Regions from separate parts of the Mus musculus genome. Here region 1 is linked to region 2. The links are chromatin contacts, called in public HiChIP or PLAC-seq maps. All regions are on one chromosome and are shown on one strand. The core of a region is the stretch at or near the end of the contact, and the rest is flanking DNA. Distances in the headings are between cores, read along the strand shown. Region 1 overlaps Pitpnc1 (phosphatidylinositol transfer protein, cytoplasmic 1). Region 2 overlaps Bptf (bromodomain PHD finger transcription factor).

Region 1 (4,247 bases), core at 1,700-4,199, 350 kb before region 2:
CCTGCCTGGACTACAGAGCAAGATTTGGTCCCATAAAGGGGGAGACAGGGCCACTTAATCAACATGAGCATTAAGCTTTTCCTTCTGAACAACTTTAATAATGAATCATACTCTTTTTGAAAAGAACTTTTGTCGTTTGTTCTTTTGTAAGAGAACCACCCCTACGCTCCTGGGAATCATTCCTTTTAATGGCAGCAGAAGCCTTTGGCTTTCAGAGGTATCATCTGCGGGGCTGGGAACTCCGGAGCACCTGTGTCTTGATGGAAATTAGCTGCTGCTGAAAATAGCGCTGGGAAGAGACAGGCCACGCCAGGCTTCTGGAAACGTCAGGCCCTTCACCTGCAAGCAAGCAGACTGGGAGGTCTGAGGGCTCAGAGGGGATCAAAATGCACCTCTCAGAAGTTCGTGTTTACCACCCCAGAGATGATATTCAGCAGAGTTTCAGGCATGTGCCACCCCTCTTCCGGTACCGGGGATTGAACCTACGACCTCATGTGTACAAGGCTGGATCTATATAGATATGGCTGATGTACACACTCTACCACCGAGCCCCAGCTCCAGCCCTGACTCATTGTTCTTAGCATTGCCTCCTAAAACAGTTTACAACCGCCAGGCAGTGGTGGCGCATGCCTTTAATCCCAGCACTTGGGAGGCAGAGGCAGGCAGATCTCAAGACCAACTTGGTCTACAGAGTGAGTTCCAGGACAGCCAGGGCTCCACAGAGAAAGAAACCCTGTCTCAAAGCAAAATCAACAAATACCTGGGCATGCCACTGTGTGTATTGGGGTATTGAGGGGGGCCGGGCAGTGGTGGAGGCGGGAGGACTCCCAGGCTTGCTGGCCTCCAGCACAAATCCAGGTTCAGTGAGAGACCCTGTCTCAGGGGAATGAATGGAATGAATGAAAGAGATGAAGATTGATGGAGCAGAACACCTGACATCTTCCTCAGGCCTCTCTGCTCGGGTGATGCATCGGTACACGCATCCTCACATACCCGAGTGCTTACACACACACACCCCAACCCCCGCAGCACACACAAATATCCAGGGTTTACACTTACAGCTAAGGATTGTGTACCTCATTTTATGTTAAGAAATTTATTTCAGTAGTGCTGATAGCCAAATCAGGTATCCATGGACGTTTTCCGTTTTCTTTTTAACATTTTTTTTTTTTTTGAGTTTGTCTGGAATGCACTACAACAACAGACTGGCCTCAAACCTACAGAGCTCTCCCTGCTTCTCCCATCCAGACTGGAGTCATGTACCACCGAGCTTAGCTATCTTCATTGTTTTTAGTGGCATGGGTGGACAGCAAACATGTGCCACTATAACAAAATGCTTGAGGCAACCGTCTTAAAGAGCAGAAAAGTTTATTTTGGCTCCATGGGAAGAGAAGTATGTGTTCTTGACTGTGGAGCCATCTCTCCAGCCCCCCAGTTAGTGACCTTTGCCAAATCGCTACTGTCTCAATTCAGAGAAACTGCTATATTATCCTCACACAGGGAAAAAAAAGTGTATTGGCTTTAAAACACTTAACTAAGACAAAAAAAAATCCCATGAATTTTTGACGCATTGTTACTGCTAAAGTGGCGGGCAGAATATTTGATTAGAGATAGTGCTTTTACTCCTGTACAAGGTAGAAACAGACTTTAATTGGACTCCTTTTCTCAGTGAGGAAGTACGGTTAAAATGTTACCTTATTTTCTTAGAATTTTATAAATGTTTAACCCAGGAGAAAAAAAGTAATTCAAGTCAGTATAATGGCTTATTAATACATGAACATTGTAACATTTTCCTTCTTGTCATTCTTAAGGATGTCTACAGATCGGGCTCTTGGTTCACTCTCCAACCATCGAAGCTCGCTCGCTAGGCTTTTATTTTATTTGATATCTTCAAACGGTATCTTGATCATGCTCCTTTCCCTCCCCCAGTTCCTCCTGGCTCCTCCTCACCTCCCCACCCACCCAACTTCAAGTTTCCTCTCCCTTTAGCTCTTTCAAAACAAAAAAACAGGAGAAAACGAAAGAGAAAATCAAAACCAACACCAGCAACAATTAAAAAAAAAAACCCAGTAAGATAAACCACTACAAAAAAAAAAGTGGAGTCTGTTTTGTGTCAGCCAACTAGTCCTGGGCGGTGGGGCCTGCCCTGGAGTGTGGGGGACATACCCAGTGACACTCCATGGAGAAAACGGGGTGTTTCCGTTTCCCAGCTTTACTATCTTCTCCATCACCATCTTCTGCATCGGCATCAGCATCATCTATTTTGTCGGTACTGAGGATTGAATCCAGCGACTTGTACCCACCACTGAGCCACACCCGGAGCCCCTCATTAGATATTACAATTTTCATTACATCTTACTGTAGTTACTTTATTGTATGTATATGTTTGAGGATCAGAGGACAACTTGCAGGACCTGGTTCTCCTCTTGCAGCTTGTGGGTCCCCAGGATTGGATTTAGGTTGCTGAGCTTGGGGGTAGGCGCCCTTACTCACCAAGCAGCCCAGCCATCTTGCCAACCCTCTTCCGCCTCCTCCCCGTCTTTATTTTTGTGACACAGAGCCTAACTTTGTTTTTTGGGCTGGTTTTGTCTGTGCGGACCTTGGCTGGTCTGGAATTTGCCGTGTAGACCCTGCTGACCTCAAACTCACTGAGATCTGCCCGTCCCTGCCTCCTGGGATTAAAGGTGTGCACCAGCGTGTGTTCTGGCTGCTCTTGAGCTCCAGGGCTTATGAGCTGTCCTCCCTAGCCTCCCAAGTAGCCAGGACTACAGGTGATATGTATGGGTCACACACATGGAGTTGTCCTTTCGTCCATCTGGTGGCCACTGTTGTTCTATTGCTTGGACCGCTGGTTTTTCTGAAGACTGCAGTTGCCAGATGAGAGAACCTTGTGCTTGAGCCAGCCCCCACTGGGCGCGTGTCTCCTGGAATGTGTGATTCGCTGGGGTCAGTGGTTCTCTTTCACAGGAAGGTTTTGCTGAGTTTGCCCTGTTCTGAAATGACCACATACATACACACCACCTTCTTTCACGATCCCCGTTTGCTGAGTGTGGTTTTCTCAGTACTCAAAGCACGCTTCGAAAATAGCCCTTTAGCTTAATGACATGGGTGAGAGATAAGGAAGTGGTTATCTAACCCTCCCACGGGCAGAAAGCTTGGCAACTTGAGTTGCTTTTGGTTACTGGGGCATGAGTTACACCTTGTACGCTGGAGACTTAGCCCCAGTCTATTGAAGATGGGGGCAAATCTTTTTTTATTCCCCCCACTGAACTTTTGGTTTTTGTTTTTGTTTTGTTTTTCGAGACAGGGTTTCTCTGTATTGCCCTGGCTGTCCTAGAACTCACTCTGTAGACCAGGCTGGCCTCGAACTCAGAAATCCGCCTGCCTCTGCCTCCCAAGTGCTGGGATTAAAGGTGTGTACCACCATGTCCGGCAGGTTTTTTTTTTTTTCCTTAATGATTATTATTTTAAAGTTTATTTTTGTTTTATGGCTACAAGTATTTTGCCTGCATATGTGTTTGTGCACCACTTTGGTGGCTGCTACCTATGGAGGTCAGAAGAGGGCATTGGATCAGCTGGCAATGAAGTTACAGACGGTTCGTGGGCCTCCATCTGGGTCCTAGACATTGAACCTGGGTCCTCTGTAAGAATCACAAGTGCTCTTAACTGCTGAGCTGCTTCTACCACCCACCTGTGGATTTTTGTTTGTTTGTTTGTTTTTGTTTGGTTTGGTTTTGTTTCTTGCTCTGTAGCCCACCTTGGTCTAGAACTTTGTCACCTAGGCTGGCCTCACGCTTCCTGCAGTCCTCCAGTCTCAGAGCTCCTGAGTGCTCGATTACAGGTGTGACCTACCACACCTGGCTTGAAAGCCTATTATTTTTGGTTAGGTTGTTTTCCCTCTCTTATAAAGGCACAGTGTCCAAATGAAAAGTGCACAGAGTCACGATTCAATTGTTCACATCTTTTGGATTGTGTGTGACGGAAATTTGGACATAGCCCAGTGTCATTACGGTTTTGGACAGGATGACTTACGGTCTGTAGATATGGTTGTACGGAGATGTGTTTTCTTGCCAAGATCTGGCTGAAAAAGAGCTTGCTGGTTGCTTTTTGTGTTTAAAAAAATAATAATTAGGCTATTAGTTGTCTAAATGGAGTAATCCCCCTTTGGCTCCTCAAGAAAAGCACTTCTGAGATGGGTGAGTGTATTTAAAATTAGCCATTACTTACAGTGGTTCGGCCTCTTTCTC
Region 2 (4,247 bases), core at 1,535-4,034:
CTCTTCAGAGGACCAGCGCCCACCTCCCACTGCCTGCCTGTCGCTCTAGTTCCAAGGTGTATGACGCCCTCTTCTGGCCTCTTTGGGTACTGCATGCATGTGGTATAAAGACCCATATTCAGGCAAAACACCCACACATATTTAACACACACACACACACACACACACACACACAAACAAAACATGCATATAACTGGGGAGAAAGCCTCTCTGATGGTTTTCATTCCGTGTGCACAGAGTATATCCAAGAACTCTTATTTAGAAATAAAGACACTTTTAGAAAATACCAACTAAAATTTAACATTGTTGCTTTTATTGAGTAAATAACTTAAGCAGATTTATTCAGATGAAGATGAGCTTGAAGGTAACTGTGCATGAACTATGGAAATCAAGTGACCAAAGGACTTACATTACACTTTTAAGTACTTGTGGACTAATCAGTCATACATTATGGTGAACTTAAATAAATTGTCTCTTAGTGGAACAGCAAATTAATTCATTTAACTTTAGAGAAGAATGTTTTATAACATTAAATGTTGGTTTTTATCAGCTCTAATATCTAATTTCATTTCTTGGTGTGTAGGAAAGTACACAGAACTTAGTGATTACGCAAACAAGTATGGATTTCTCTTTTGGTATTTTGTTTTGTATTTGAAAAAAATAGATTTATTTATTTATTCTTATGTGTATGGGTGTTTGCCTGTATATATGTTTACCAAATGTGTTCCTGGTGCCAGAATAGGCTAGATCCCCTGGTACTAGAGTTAGAGACGGTTGTGATCTTCCGTGTGGGTGCTGGGGATGGAACCCTGGTCCTCTGTGAGAGCAGCCAGTGCTCTTAACTCACTGAGTTGTCTTTTTAGCTCTTGTTTTGTAGTTTTGAAACAAGGTATTCCTAGGTAGACCAGGTTGCCCTGGAGCTCACAGAGATTGGCCTGACTCTGCCTTCCAAGTGCTGTGGTTAAGGTCCCAGCACCACTGACCTGACAAGCAGTAAGTTTCTAATGCTCTGATGTTTTGAGTATTTTTTGTATAACATTAGTGAGGAATCTTCAAACATTATAGTGCTATGATACAAGTGTCTATGTGAATAATTAGAAGTAAATCTAAAAGATCTTTGCATCATTTATAAAAGTTAGATTAAAATGCTTTCAGGTTAAGTGTCCCTTGTAGTAGAGTATGTATACAAGCTGGGGAAGGTTTCAGAGTGATGTCAACTTCGGTCAACCTACTGTAAGTAGAGGTATGGTACGTTTTTCACTGGGAGCCTAGAAATTTAAAATGTTGAATCTCAGAGGACCCATATTTTAATTCTAGTCTTAGCAATTCATAGATGATTTCCGTCATTGCCTTTACTTAGTAAGCACTAAAATGTAGCTCAGGTCCTTAACTTTGCCCATTCAGTGCCCTTCTTCTCACCACCTAAAGCCGCTTGTCCTCCAGGTGTCTGCTTATGTGTGCTGTGTTTCAGGCCTTGCCTTCTCAGAAGCCTCTTTGCCCCTGAGCTCCCCCTCAGGAAGTGCTTGAGAAATCTGCCCCATCTGTAGTGACAATCACCACAGCTGTGGTGCTGAAGACAGACCCTAGGGCTCTGGGGATGGATGCTAGCCAAGCACTGGTTACAATGTTAGTGCTGTTAGAGGAGGGCCACCATGACACAACTCTAGCAGGAGTGAAGTCAGATCTTAGGGTGTCAGCAAGGCTTTGGAAGAGACAGTCCTTTCTCCTCGGCAGATCTCCTTTGCTTCAAGGCAGTCCCGGCCTTTTCTATCAGTTTCCCAATATTATTCTTAAACCTCTTCCATCTCTGTTGTTTACAGCAGCACCCTACTTCTTGATACTGAGATGTGGGCACCTGCTGGGGCTGCTTTGACAGAACACTACAGATAGGACTTTATTGAATGGCCAGGCTCCTCCTGAAGGCTCTTGGAGACTGCCTTGTCCTCTGTAGCTCTTGCACAGGCCTGGCCAACGAGTTAGTATGTTTTCTGCTCCTCCTCCTTTCCTCTTGTGAGGTCATTGGAGTCTGGATGATCTCATTTCAAAAGCTGCACTTAAATACTTCTTCCAAACAAGGCTTAGGTGGACCTGGATTTGGGGGCAGGTGTTCAGCCCATTACTAATTACTCTTCTGTGAATTTGTTGACACTTCAAACTTCCTGTGAGTCACTTTCAAACTTATTATTGAGCTTCCAAAGTCAGTCCCCCTTAATATGGAGTCTAGTAAAAGCCAAACTGTAAAAGCATACACCCGGAATGTATATTTCTCATAGGTGTACTTAGGCAAGAATTTTTTCTTCCCACTCAGCCTTCTCCTGTCACCCTGTGAAGTGGTAGGGACACTTGGCAGTGGGCACTCTTGGGGCAGCTGGGCCAGTTCCAGTGAGCCTGGAGAACCAAAGCTTCCTCGCGCCCCAGAGCCGTCGTGGTCAGCGTGTATGCATGCAGCAGAGAGGAAGCTGCCACTCTTGCAGTTGGGCAGAGGATTTGCTTAGATGAACTGTCGCAACCCTGGAACATCAGTGTGAGAGGTGACTTGTTCTGACAGCCCCAGCCAGTGTGCTTATAATTTTGCTACTGTGTTGGTATTGAGTTTATTCTACTTCCAGAAAAAAAGCTGTCAGTGTGAATAGTATGTATTTTTGATGAGCAGAATGAGAGGTAGCTGCCACCCCATTTTTAGAAAGGTGTCAACAGGAAGTGAGGAGTGCAGAGCAATCGGTGAGAGGTGGTACGAGTGTGTGAGCATTTGAATGTGCCTGAGAGGAGAACTGAGAAGTATGGCTGCTGTGAGCAGATTGGAGGGCGTGCACGGAGGAGGTGTTGCAGATAGCCCACATCCTGCCAGCAGACAGAATCAGAGTGAATTGATGCAATTACTACAGGTTTGAGTAATTTCATTTCTAGTAAAAACTTACTAAAGCAACTGAGCGCAGAATGGACTTCTGCCTGAAGCAGTGAGTTTGTTGTGGAGGAGAAAGTCCTCAGAGATCAGAATAGATCCACATATCCTGTAGCTGTTAGGGACACGGTCAGTAGTTTGTCCGTTGCTTGAGGAAGCTGAGAGAATGTGGAGCTGGAGAGATGGCACATTGGTTTAGAGCTTGCTGACAGCTAAAGAGGGCCCAGGTTTGGTTCTGAGCACCCTTCTAGGTGCTCCTGTCACTCAAGTTCCAGGGATGCAGCTATAAATAATAATAATAAAAAAAACCCTAAGAAATCAACAGACTGTCCATCTAGTTGAATTTGTTCCTATTGTACTATCTTATTTTATTGTAATATCATATTTCATAATTGTTTACCACTAGCTAGCAGTGTGAACCTGGATGCATGGAGTCTAAAATTGACACAGACTACAAAGCCCGCTTTATCCAGAGCATTAGACAATTTGTACTCCGAGGTTTAAGGGTCACATGAGTAAAGTGTCCAATTACAAGGGTAAGCCTTGCATGGTGGGCTGTGTGCACATGGCAGAAACATGCTCTTCCACAGAGGAAATAAACAAGTAACAACTCACCCGGGTCTGCCACACCGGCAAGGGACACAGCAGCACATTCCAAGGAGAAAATGAGGTCACAAGACTCCTTTCATTTTCTTGGAGTTTAGTTCTTGGATGGTGTTCCGCCAACACATAGTGAATTCTTACACTTACCAAGTGTGCTTTCTCCCCCAACACTTTAATTCTTTTAAAATGTACATTTATTTATTTTGTTTCTGAGTTTGTCTGTGTATGTGTGTGCATGTGTGTGTGTGTGTGTGTGTGCATGTGTGTGTGTGTGTGTGTGCAGAAGCCACCTTGGGAGTTACCCACCATGTGGCTTCAGAGCATCACACTCAGGCATCATGTCTCCGGACAAGTGTCTTTCCTGTCTAGGTCATTGAATTGCCTCCTCCCTTTCGTGTGCATGTGTGTGTTTGTGTGTGTATCTGTGTATGGGTATGTACACAGGAGTGCAGTGCCACGGAGGCCAGAAGAGGGTCCGTGGGAAGTGAAACAGGGAATTCAAGGCCAGCCAGGTCACGGGATAGGTGGAATTATGTATAACTCTCAGGCACTTAGAACTCACTGAGCACTTGAAACTGTCTGTTTCACACGGCATTGTGTTTAAGAGCTGAGAAGGCTGACGTCGTTACCTTTGGAAATTAGATTAATAAGATCATTGTCATACCAATCATAAGAACTCAGTAGACTTGCTCCTGGTCATCTTGACAGCTGCTCTTTGTTGGACGCTGTCCTGCATTAAGAC

What was found. HiChIP or PLAC-seq counts read pairs in DNA pulled down with a chosen protein or histone mark.
Region 1: an H3K27ac HiChIP or PLAC-seq map of microglia shows a contact between it and region 2, with 7 times the contacts expected there. The contact joins two enhancer-like sites. A contact is called at or near these places in 1 of 484 Hi-C or Micro-C datasets (CD4 T cells) and 2 of 115 datasets of contacts at active chromatin or transcription factors (embryonic stem cells and microglia).

The regions. Positions count from the first base shown.
Region 1 is chr11:107,450,088-107,454,334 of GRCm38.p6, reverse strand. All of the region lies in intron 1 of Pitpnc1 (phosphatidylinositol transfer protein, cytoplasmic 1), which reads left to right. Among named protein-coding and RNA genes, the nearest start is that of Pitpnc1, 19 kb to the left of the region's middle. Within about 2 kb of position 2,949, at least 112 of the 459 cell types and tissues checked have an H3K27ac peak or open chromatin away from gene starts, as enhancers often do.
Region 2 is chr11:107,101,233-107,105,479 of GRCm38.p6, reverse strand. The region is part of intron 2 of Bptf (bromodomain PHD finger transcription factor); the gene reads left to right. Among named protein-coding and RNA genes, the nearest start is that of Bptf, 29 kb to the left of the region's middle. Within about 2 kb of position 2,784, at least 146 of the 459 cell types and tissues checked have an H3K27ac peak or open chromatin away from gene starts, as enhancers often do.